Regions from separate parts of the Mus musculus genome. Here all the other regions are linked to region 1. A link is a contact called in public HiChIP or PLAC-seq data. All regions are on one chromosome and are shown on one strand. The core of a region is the stretch at or near the end of the contact, and the rest is flanking DNA. Distances in the headings are between cores, read along the strand shown. Region 1 holds the start of Copg1 (coatomer protein complex, subunit gamma 1). Region 2 overlaps Rab7 (RAB7, member RAS oncogene family). Region 3 overlaps Rab43 (RAB43, member RAS oncogene family).

Region 1 (3,233 bases), core at 246-2,745:
AGTCATACAGGGCATACCCCTGGAGGAATAAACTCAGTAAACAATTTATATTGACTAAAATAAACATTTTCTACTATGTTTATCATGTTTAATCATGTTTTACATGATAAAACATATAATGAAGTTAGATAGTCATCTTTGCAGCTCATAAAAAGACCAATTCAGATATTTCCTGTTTGTCTGGAGTGCTTTAAAACTGCAAACACTGCCAGCCTACAAGCAGCCTGCCACATAGTAAGTGTGTTTGTTTTGGAGGAGACAGTCTTTAGATTCTTTAAATTGGTGTTATAGGGCAGATAATAAGAATAAAATCTGTTGTTTATATTTTCTATTTGTAACTGAGCTTTTAACCCTGGTTATGTAATGATAAGTCAGACATATTTTGTACTACTGGATAATCATTAGCTTGTCTTTGTTCTGTGAAACTTGTGTAAATAAAGACGCTCTTGGTTGCTAGTCAGTCAGAGCAACAGAAATGGCCTGATCTCTAATAAGTAAGTCAGAGTTACAGAAATGGCCTGATTGCTATCAAGTCAGAGCTGCTAAATTCCCCTAACTATCTGGCTTGGCTTGCCTCACCCTCTCCCCTTGCCTAATACTCATCTTCTCTGTGGGCCAATTTGTCAGCAACAATATTTGAATTCCTTGTCAAACCACAAGTTTTATAGTATTTGGTAGAAAAGACTCATTTAATAATTTTCACAACTGAACCTGGCCCTCAGACTTGGCAGCAAGCACCTTAACTTAGCGGCTGAGCCATCTCATTGGCTCTATTTTTTGAGGTGGAAGTCATGTAGGTCTGGTGCAGGGGGATGGCCTTGAACTTCTCATCCTCCTTTCTCTGCCTCATGAGTGTTGAAATTACTCGCTATGTCCAGTTATATCTCAATGTTAAAGCACAAATGTACATAACTCTATTCATTGCCTTACAAAGCTAGACTCGGATGGAATCGGTTCCTTGGCTAGCAACAGATGCCCTTTTCCCTCTCACCACCATCTCTGTCATGGTGACTCCTCTGGCCTCAATCCTTGGGGCCAGTGAACTTGTTTGAGAGCAGCTTCCCAATAAATTTGCCCTTAAAATATTCTAACCTGACTTGAATTGGCTCATTTTACCGGTGGCGGAAAAATAACCTATTAGTGAGACTTACTTCCGGAAAATGACAATAAAGAGTAGCAGGGAACATGTATGGGGTCAGCGTGCTGCATGCAACCCTCCCATCAGAATGCCCTTTAAATTCAGCCAGGGGTAACTGCAAACACAGCAGCCACAGGACCACAAGGGGGCGCAGAAGCGGAGCACCCGCAACCGCAGGTCTAGGCTCCGCCTCCAGTGTCTAGCCACGCCCACTTTCCTGGGTCTCACCCCTCCCCTTCCGCCCTCTTCCACCTAGGTTTTGGCAATCTCCGGACAGGCAATGAAAAAGGTGGGCGCAGTTGTGCGCAGGCGCAGACAACAGAGTGCGCAGGCGCAGTCCATAGTGCAGTGCTCAGGGCGACGTGGCGGGCGGGAGTACGGAAGCCGCAGGGAGAAGCTGTTCTCACCGCTACTCTGAGCATCTTCCTGCTGCGTGGAGCTACCGCTGACACCATGTTGAAGAAATTCGACAAGAAGGACGAGGAGTCTGGTGAGGGCCCCTTGAAAGACCTGGGGAGGTCAGATCCTCGTAGGGGTTCATGGGACCTTCCTTGGCTTCCTTCTTCCGGGCCTCTGTCAGAGCCAGATCCGAGGCCCAAGAGGGGCAGGGGCTTGTGCGCAGGTCCATCTATATCTGTTCTCGGAGGAAACGTGCTGTTTGCCCTCTCCAGCTCTGGCCAGGATTTCTGCGTGACCTTGTGCGGGTAACACTCCTCTCTGGGCCTCAGTTTCCCCATCTTGTCAGAGGAGGTTCCCAGGCTGGATGTTACCTTGCATTTCACCCGACCTCTTGGTATTTGCTGCGATAATTCTTTGCCTATCTGGGTGTAACCAGTCCTACAGTTAATAACCCTGACCGTTTCATTCATTCAATAAACTACAATTACTGAACATCAGGCACCTCACTGATCATAATATTACAGTAGCTAAAGCAAGTTCGATACTAGATGCCTGCAATAGGAATGTTAGGATGGAGAGCCCAGACAGTAACCAGATAATCGCATGCATAATTTTTTAATGTAATATCTGCTGTCAGGGAAACTCAGTCACAGGTTAGTTAGTGTTGGTTGTCTCCGACACATAGATTCATTTAAGTTCTGGTTGCATAGATCAGTGCCAATTATTGAACCCTAAAATGCTCAGAAAGAATGCTTAGGTGACTGTGAGAGAGCCTTGACGGCCTCTGGTAGATGATAGAGACTTCCTTCTCTCTTCCTCGTGTTTGGCAGGTTTAGGGTCACAGTTCGGGGCTGTAACTCAGTTGATAGAGTGCTTGCTTAGCTTGGGTGAAGCCCTGTGTATGATCCACAGTACCATGTAAACCAGGAGGCCGAGGCGGGAAGATCAGATGCACAAGAGCCGACCTCTGCTACATTTTGAGTTAAAGGCTAGCATGCGATACATGAGAGTCTGTGTCAGCACAGGAAAAAGGAGAAAAGCAGTTCATTCAAGATCACAACCGTAATCAGTCTTCTCTGTGCACTGCAGGTGGAGGCTCCAACCCCCTCCAGCACCTGGAGAAGAGTGCCGTACTCCAAGAGGCAAGTGCCACCATGCCTGTGTCTGGTCAGGAATACCTGCCAGCCCTGCTGTCAGATACTAACATACATGGAGTGCTGGTTTATAAAGCCTGGGTCCAGGAAGATGGGACTTTATTCATTGTATTTGCTAGTGTGGCTAGTATTAGGGCAGCCCAAGGGAAGACTTCTGGTATGGTTAGTAGATAAATTAAGAAAAATAAACTCTTGGGAGCTGGACAGATGGCTCAGCGGTTAAGAGCACTGGCTGCTTATTCTTCCAGAGGTCCTGAGTTCAATTCCCAGCAACCACATGGTGGCTCACAACCATCTGTAATAGGATCTGATGTCCTCTTCTGGTGTGTCTAAGACAGCGACAGTGTACTCGTATACTTAAATAAAATCTTAAATAAATAAATAAACTCTTCCCACTTGAGAATACATTTATGTGGACTGAGTTAATACGTACCCTATGGTTCTCTAGGCCCTTCATGAACTGAGGGGCAGCTGTGGTAGAAAAGTGTACTAGGCTAGAGGTAATGGTTGCTTCTTCACAGGCTCGGGTCTTTAACGAAACT
Region 2 (3,233 bases), core at 307-2,806, 120 kb after region 1:
GGGGCTGGAGAGATGGCTCAACAGTGAAGAGCACTGACTGCTCTTCCAGAGGTCCTGAGTTCAATTCTCCCAGCAACCACATGGTGGCTCACAACCATCCTTAATGAGATCTGATGCCTTCTTCTGGAGTGTCTAAAGACAGCTTTAGTGTATTTACATATAAATAAATCCTTATAGAAAGAAAGAAAGAAAGAAAGAAAGAAAGAAAGAAAGAAAGAAGGAAGGAAGGAAGGAAGGAAGGAAGGGAAGGGAAGGGAAGGGAAGGGAAGGGAAGGGAAGGGAAGGGAAGGGAAGGGAAGGGAAGGGAAGGGAAGGGAAGGGAAGGGAAGGGAAGGAAGGAAAAAAGGAAGGAAAAAAGGAAGGAAAAAAGGAAGGAAAAAGAAGCTAGGCATGGTAGCACAAACCTTTGATCCCAGCACTTGGGAGGCAGAGGCAGGTGGATTTTTCTGAGTTTGAGGCCAGCCTGGTCTACAGAGTGAGTTCCAGGACAGCCAGGCTATACAAGGAAACCCTATCTTGAAAAAACAAACATAAATAAATAGAAAGGGAAAAGAAATGAAAAAAAAAAAGACAATAACTGTAGCTAAAATTAAATTTTACAAAAATTCCTAGTTGTCTTGTAATATAAATTTCAAATTTAGGATTGGGGTGTGGCTCCGTGCTCATGCATGGCGGGAGCATGTGCACTCAGCCTGCATGGGGCTCGGGCTCTGTCTCCACCATGCTCCCGACCGTGCTTTTACTGCTATTTTATCCAACAACACTATTTGCAGCCAATTATCCATTCTCCACAAATATAATGGTAAGTTTGAAAAGCACGGAGGTATGACAGACAGTCTGGATGCAATCAACTGGGCCTACACGAGGGCTCAGCACAGAAGGTGCTACCCAGAGGTGAAGTGCTCCGCACAGAAGCTTCATGACCTGTGTTTAATCCCTACAACTCACAGAAAGGAAGAAAGCAAGCCAACTCCACCCCCACCCACCCACCCACCATTTAAAGAAGACTTCATTTAAAGAAGACTCAGTAAGCTGGCAGTCTGGCTCCAGGCTGAGCAGTGGCTCACCTGCATGGTAACAAGTCTGTCGTCCACCATCACCTCCTTGGTCAGAAAGTCCGCTCCTATTGTGGCTTTGTACTGGTTACTGAACTTCTTGTTCACATACTGGTTCATGAGAGAGGTCTTTCCAACACTGAAATTGAACAAAACCCACATGTCTGAGTCAAATAAGGGACTGAAAGGGATTTGTGTTTACAATGTTCAAAGCAACATGCCTGAGCTAGGAAGAGCGTTTAGTTGGTAGAGTGCTTGCCTGACATACACCAGGCCTGGGTTTAACTCCCGGTACTGCAACAGTTTAAAAACAAAACAAAGCATTTTACTAAAAGAAACACACACAAACTCACTCACTCCTAAATGGAACTTTGTGATAAGATCACTCCAAACGGCTTTGTAATCTCAGGTGTTTATGCATCACTCAGTGTGGTCAAGTAACACCAGGAGGAAGCCACTCAGCAGTATGTAGCCAGAAAGGAATGTTCCAAGACAGGTGTAGCCCCACATGCCTGGAATTCAGTGCTTAGAGATAGAGGCAGCAGCACTGAGAGCCTGAGGCTAGACTGGGCTGCACAGTGAGTTCAAGGGCATTGAGCCACAGTTTTTGTTTCAAAACTAAAGCCCAAGCAAAACAACAAAACAGGGCCTGTTTGATGGCTAAAGCGAAAGGCACCTATTGCCAAGCCTGAAAACTTAATTCAATCCCAGGGCCCCCAGAGCAGGAGGAAAAACAATTCTTGCACGGACCTTCACACCCACACGCATATGCACATACATAATAAAACATTAAGAATGTCCCTCCCAAGGAATTTTTTCACCAAGAAAACTCACCAACCAAGTGTTCAGTAAGATAAGGGTAGGGTCAGGGTAATGCAACCTAAAGAAAGCGCCAATGCTTTCCTTGTTCAAGGCTTTCCACAAAGAGTGCACATACATACAGCCTAAGACAGTAGTGCTTGCCTTGCCAGGGGTATAGCGCAATGGCTGACCAGTGGTCTAAGGTGCTGGTTCTACCCAGTTCTGCAACACAATTAGAATTTACAGAAGTAGAGTGAGGTCTGTAATCCTCAAAGGCCTTGAGACTCCTTTCAGACAGTATGCCATTTCTCACAGTCCTGGGCAGGAGACACTATTCCTATACTCTACCCCACTGGAAGGCACTTTCAAAAACAAGAAAATACTTGTTTGAGGGTTCCTTAAGCATTTCAATAGGCCAAACACAGGAAACCCCAACAGTAAAGGATAGAGGCCAGGCCCAGAGCCGAATGTGGAACTGCCTTGAGATCAGTGAGGATGAAGCTCCAAGCCAATCTGAGGTCAGATTCGTGAGAAACACTTACCCAGAGTCCCCCAGGATGATGACCTTCAGCAACACTTTCTTCCTAGAGGTCATCCTTGAAGCTGTCGGGAGGAGAAAGTGCAGGTGAGCTGAAGAAACATTAAGGCAGTTTTGCATTGTCTACAGTGCAGCCACTCTGGTCTGCCAGGAGCTGAGCCCCAGCCCTCACTCAGACTGGCCCCCGGCCTGTGAACCCTTTAGCTAACCTAACAAGACAGCAGGGCAGGGGCTGAACGGATGCCGGTGCCCTCTCTCTCCTCAAGTGCTGGGTCCATTACTGGCATCAGCAGTTGGGATTAACACTCCAAACAGACTCACAAATCTCACAAGTGAAGATTAAGCACTACTTTCTCAGCAAAGGAACCTATTTCCTTCCTTCCTTCCTTCCTTCCTTCCTTCCTTCCTTCCTTCCTTCCTTCCTTCCTTCCTTCCTTCCTTCCTTTTCCTCTCTCCCTTCCTCCTTTCTTTCATTTTTTAGAATCAGGGTTTCTGTGTGGCTCTGGCTGACCACGAGATGGTCTTTAACTCTGAGACCTGTCTGCTTTTGCCTCCTGGGCATTGGGATTAAGAGTGTGTGCCACCACAGCCAGTTAGGAACCAATTTAAGGAGCGCCCTGTGCTGGCTAGTTTTATGTCAACTTGACACAAGCTAAAGTCACCAGAGAGAAGGGAGCCTTAACTGAGAAAATATTTCTGTAATATTTTCTGTCAACAAGTCTGTAGGCCATTTTTTTAATTAGTGATTGATGGGAGAGGGCACAGCCTTTTGTGTGTAGTGCCACCCCTGCCTGGGATTTTGGTCCTGGATTCTATAAGAAAGAAGGCTGAGCAAGCTA
Region 3 (3,233 bases), core at 316-2,815, 92 kb before region 1:
AGTTCACAGGACCCACTTAGTAAATAGGGAGAAATGACTCTAGAAGTTGTCCTCTGACTTCTACGAGTGCATTGCGGTGCATCCCTGCATGCTCAGACTACACACAAAATGTAGTTTTAAAATGCAAATAAATAAATGAATAGAGTTCTTACTCTATGGCAACTCATCTTGTTTTCTTTTTACTGCTTCTTCCCCTCTGCAGAGCTGGGGATGAAACCTATAACCTCTTGCATACTAGCAAACGCTCAACCTCTGAGCAGCAAGCCGGCCACATCGCCTCCTCTGAGCATGAGAAGTTGCGCTGTCTGCGGACACACCACGCCTTAACAGCTAGATGATCTGGTGCATACAGAGACTGCACAGCCAACCCCAGCACCCTTCATGCCTTCCAGCCTCAACGGTGAGTCTAACTTTGAATTGACAAGGGGAATGGGTATCTGCAAGCTCCTAGTTCAGCTTCCAGCTCCTTTCCTGTCCCAGCTCAGCCCCTCTCTAGGCAGGTTTAGGAAAGAAAAACGGAAAGGCAGAGATAAGGCTTGCTCCAGGCCCCTCCAGCCTCCATCCCTAGCTCACCAATCAGCAGCTGCACGATGTTGGAACCCGCGTACTTCCTCACATCCTCGATCCAGTGAGGCACTGACAAGAAGGTGCTCCTCTTGCTGATGTCGTACGCAAGGATAGCCCCATTGGCACTTCGGTAGTAGCTCTGGGTGATGGTCCGGAACCGCTCCTGGCCAGCTGTGTCCCAAATCTGTAACTGAAGGGGTTGACCCAACGACACATGTCAAAGGGACAGGAAGGGCAGCCCCACAGACCCATGCCCAGAACAGTGTGTCCACTAAAGGTAGCTCACAGCAACAGTCCTCTGTCAGCCTTAGAAAGACTGGACTTAGAAAGACCCACAGTGGAGAGGTGGCTTGGAGGTTCAGAGTGGTTGCTGTGTGATCCCAAGGACCAGAGCTTAGGTCCTAGCTCTCACCTACAAACCAGGCCTCCCACACAGCTGGAACCTCAGCTCTAATGGGGCAGAGACAGGATCATTGAAGCTTGCTGGCTTCTAGCCTAGTCAAGAAAACTTAAGCCCCAGGTTCAGGGAGAGACCCTGCCACAAAGGGAATAGATAGGAAGCAATAGGAGAGTACCTGAGAGAGAGAGAAAGAGAGAGAGAGAGAGAGAGAGAGAGAGAGAGAGAGAGAGAGAGAGACAGAGAGACAGAGAGAGACAGAGAGAGACAGAGAGATAGAGAGACTCAGAGATCCAGTATGAAGAAAGAAATAGAATGGGATGGGGGATGGGGACAGGGAGGAACCAGCTTGCCTCACAACAAGAGGCAATTCTGCACTGCGTCCTCCATGGAGTGGCTCTCCCCTTAACCCTGATTTCAGCTGCAGATGCTGACCACCAGATCTGGAGGTAAGGAATTGGCTCCAAGGCTGCACTGAGGCTATGCATTTAGGTCTTTTCTCTGCAAGCTCACTGGGTCCTGGTCGGATAGCTTTGGGCCTGATGAGTCCACAGCTGGTGGTGAGGAAGCTAGACTGGGCAGTGTGCCTGTTGATCCACCTTGGCCAAAGCACAGGGTAAAGGGCCTTTCTCTGCCATTTACTTCTTCATTTAACAAATGTTAATGCCCTATGTTAGGCACCCTGCTGGACTAAGCAATGGAGAGGCAGTGTGCATGTGATGATCTCTGCCAGGGCTAGCTAAAGAACAAATGGCCAAGAAGTCTCGATAGTTGATAAGAGATAGCCATTTTTAAAATCCAAGGAGACCCGACAAATCCCAAGCAGAAGAAACATAATGAACTGTAGTGGGCCATAGCCAAACTGGTAGGGGGTGGGGGTGGGGGGGGGAGGATGAATAGGAAACAAAAGCAAAATAGCTAGACCTATACTTCTTCCTGGGTCACAGCAGCAAGGCTTTTGTCCTGGATGGTCACTTCCTTTTTCATTCTAATGAACGCTCAGTCAACACCTCCACAGAGTAGCCCCGTCTACTCCCTCAGCCCAATTTCTTTTTCTTTCTTTTTGGACAGTGTTGGCAACTCAGGATCACACACATGCAGGCAATTATTCTATCACTGAGCTATAGTTCCAACTCAGACCCCAAGTAAACACTCTTTGCTACACTTAAGTCTGACATAACACAGACTCACAGACACACAGATACAAACACACTGACACCCAGATACATAGACACACACAGACTCACAGATATACAGACACACACACACAGACACAAACACAGATACACAGACACTCAGACTCACAGATACATAGACACACACAGACTCACAGATATACAGACACACGTACAGACACAGACACAAACACACAGACTCACAGATGCACAGACACGCACACATAGACTCACAGATACACAGACACCAGACACACACATTATCACTGCCCCACCCACTTCATGTGAGCCCCATCAAAACAGGCCTCTGTTTATCTGGTTTTCTATTCTCAGGCCCTAGCACAGTGCTTAGCATGAGAAGGTGTCCAATACCAATAAAAATTGGAGGACGGGGTGCTGTGTCTATCCCAGGAGCCTGGCCTATGATCAGACTCAAAGCCCCAGTTTCTGACAGCTAACTGCGGATCAATTTGAGTGTTATGAAAGCTGAGAGCCTTTTTTACTGCCAAGATCAGCCTCAAACTGCCAAGAATACCTACCAGCCTGACACCACCCCAGTCCCTACCACTACATGGAAGCCTGGCAGGGCTTGGTGCTGCACCCTCTCACCTGCCATACCCTGCGTCTCAATCTTTCTCAGCCGAGCCTTCTCAGCCTGTACCTGACCTTTAGGAGAAATTCTGATTTCTGATATCTAGAGTTGTGTCCATAAGCAACTGTAGGCCAGAGCACTTCTGAGTCCCAATGAGGTAAAAAACGGACTCCCAGAACACACATGTTTATAAGCAAGGTTGGGCGGGTGAGTCTCAGTCCCTTCTCTGGCCCTGTAATGGAAAGACTGGGAATCACCATCCTCAGTGGGGATGGGGCTCCTAATTTCTTTTAAGTCCCACACTTAATAACTCTCAGCCAATGCTGGCCCACAAGTCTCCACGAGGCCCTGATGAAGCAATGTACCTGTATCACCTACCTTAGTACTAGACTCTTCTACCCATCCTCTATCACCTTGGGGCAGCTCTCCCTGACACTCGTGCCCCAGCCCTAAGCAGAAGTAACTCCTGTGCCTGTCTCTCTAACAACTCATGCCATAGAAC

What was found. HiChIP or PLAC-seq counts read pairs in DNA pulled down with a chosen protein or histone mark.
Region 2: a contact with region 1 is called in an H3K27ac HiChIP or PLAC-seq map of embryonic stem cells, with 2.2 times the contacts expected there. The contact joins the enhancer-like site here to the promoter of Copg1 in region 1. A contact is called at or near these places in 4 of 39 promoter capture datasets (cranial neural crest, hippocampal neurons, macrophages and 1 more), 11 of 484 Hi-C or Micro-C datasets (B cells, CD8 T cells, the CH12 cell line and 5 more), 21 of 115 datasets of contacts at active chromatin or transcription factors (the 230-238 cell line, the SCID.adh cell line, acute myeloid leukemia and 13 more) and 5 of 9 other capture datasets (adipose tissue, embryonic stem cells, liver and 2 more).
Region 3: an H3K4me3 HiChIP or PLAC-seq map of bone marrow-derived macrophages shows a contact between it and region 1, with 2.5 times the contacts expected there. The contact joins the enhancer-like site here to the promoter of Copg1 in region 1. A contact is called at or near these places in 1 of 39 promoter capture datasets (macrophages), 6 of 484 Hi-C or Micro-C datasets (the N1E-115 cell line, liver, nephron progenitors and 1 more), 5 of 115 datasets of contacts at active chromatin or transcription factors (bone marrow-derived macrophages, embryonic stem cells, hepatocytes and 2 more) and 3 of 9 other capture datasets (adipose tissue, liver and pancreatic islet).

What each region holds. Positions count from the first base shown.
Region 1 is chr6:87,886,445-87,889,677 of GRCm38.p6, forward strand. Copg1 (coatomer protein complex, subunit gamma 1) reads left to right here and starts at 1,496. Exons shown (of 24, transcript NM_017477.2): 1 at 1,496-1,628; 2 at 2,627-2,679; 3 at 3,213-3,233. The coding sequence starts at 1,592.
Region 2 is chr6:88,011,240-88,014,472 of GRCm38.p6, forward strand. It overlaps Rab7 (RAB7, member RAS oncogene family), which reads right to left. Exons shown (of 6, transcript NM_009005.3): 2 at 2,399-2,459; 3 at 1,068-1,194. The coding sequence starts at 2,451. Among named protein-coding and RNA genes, the nearest start is that of Gm34872, 7.8 kb to the left of the region's middle. Within about 2 kb of position 1,557, at least 33 of the 459 cell types and tissues checked have an H3K27ac peak or open chromatin away from gene starts, as enhancers often do. A contact at or near this core is called in embryonic stem cells, stem cell-derived epiblast-like cells and trophoblast stem cells, where this site is marked.
Region 3 is chr6:87,794,041-87,797,273 of GRCm38.p6, forward strand. Rab43 (RAB43, member RAS oncogene family) reads right to left here. Exons shown (of 3, transcript NM_001039394.1): 2 at 574-757. Among named protein-coding and RNA genes, the nearest start is that of Rab43, 16 kb to the right of the region's middle. Within about 2 kb of position 1,566, at least 16 of the 459 cell types and tissues checked have an H3K27ac peak or open chromatin away from gene starts, as enhancers often do. A contact at or near this core is called in embryonic stem cells, hepatocytes and liver, where this site is marked.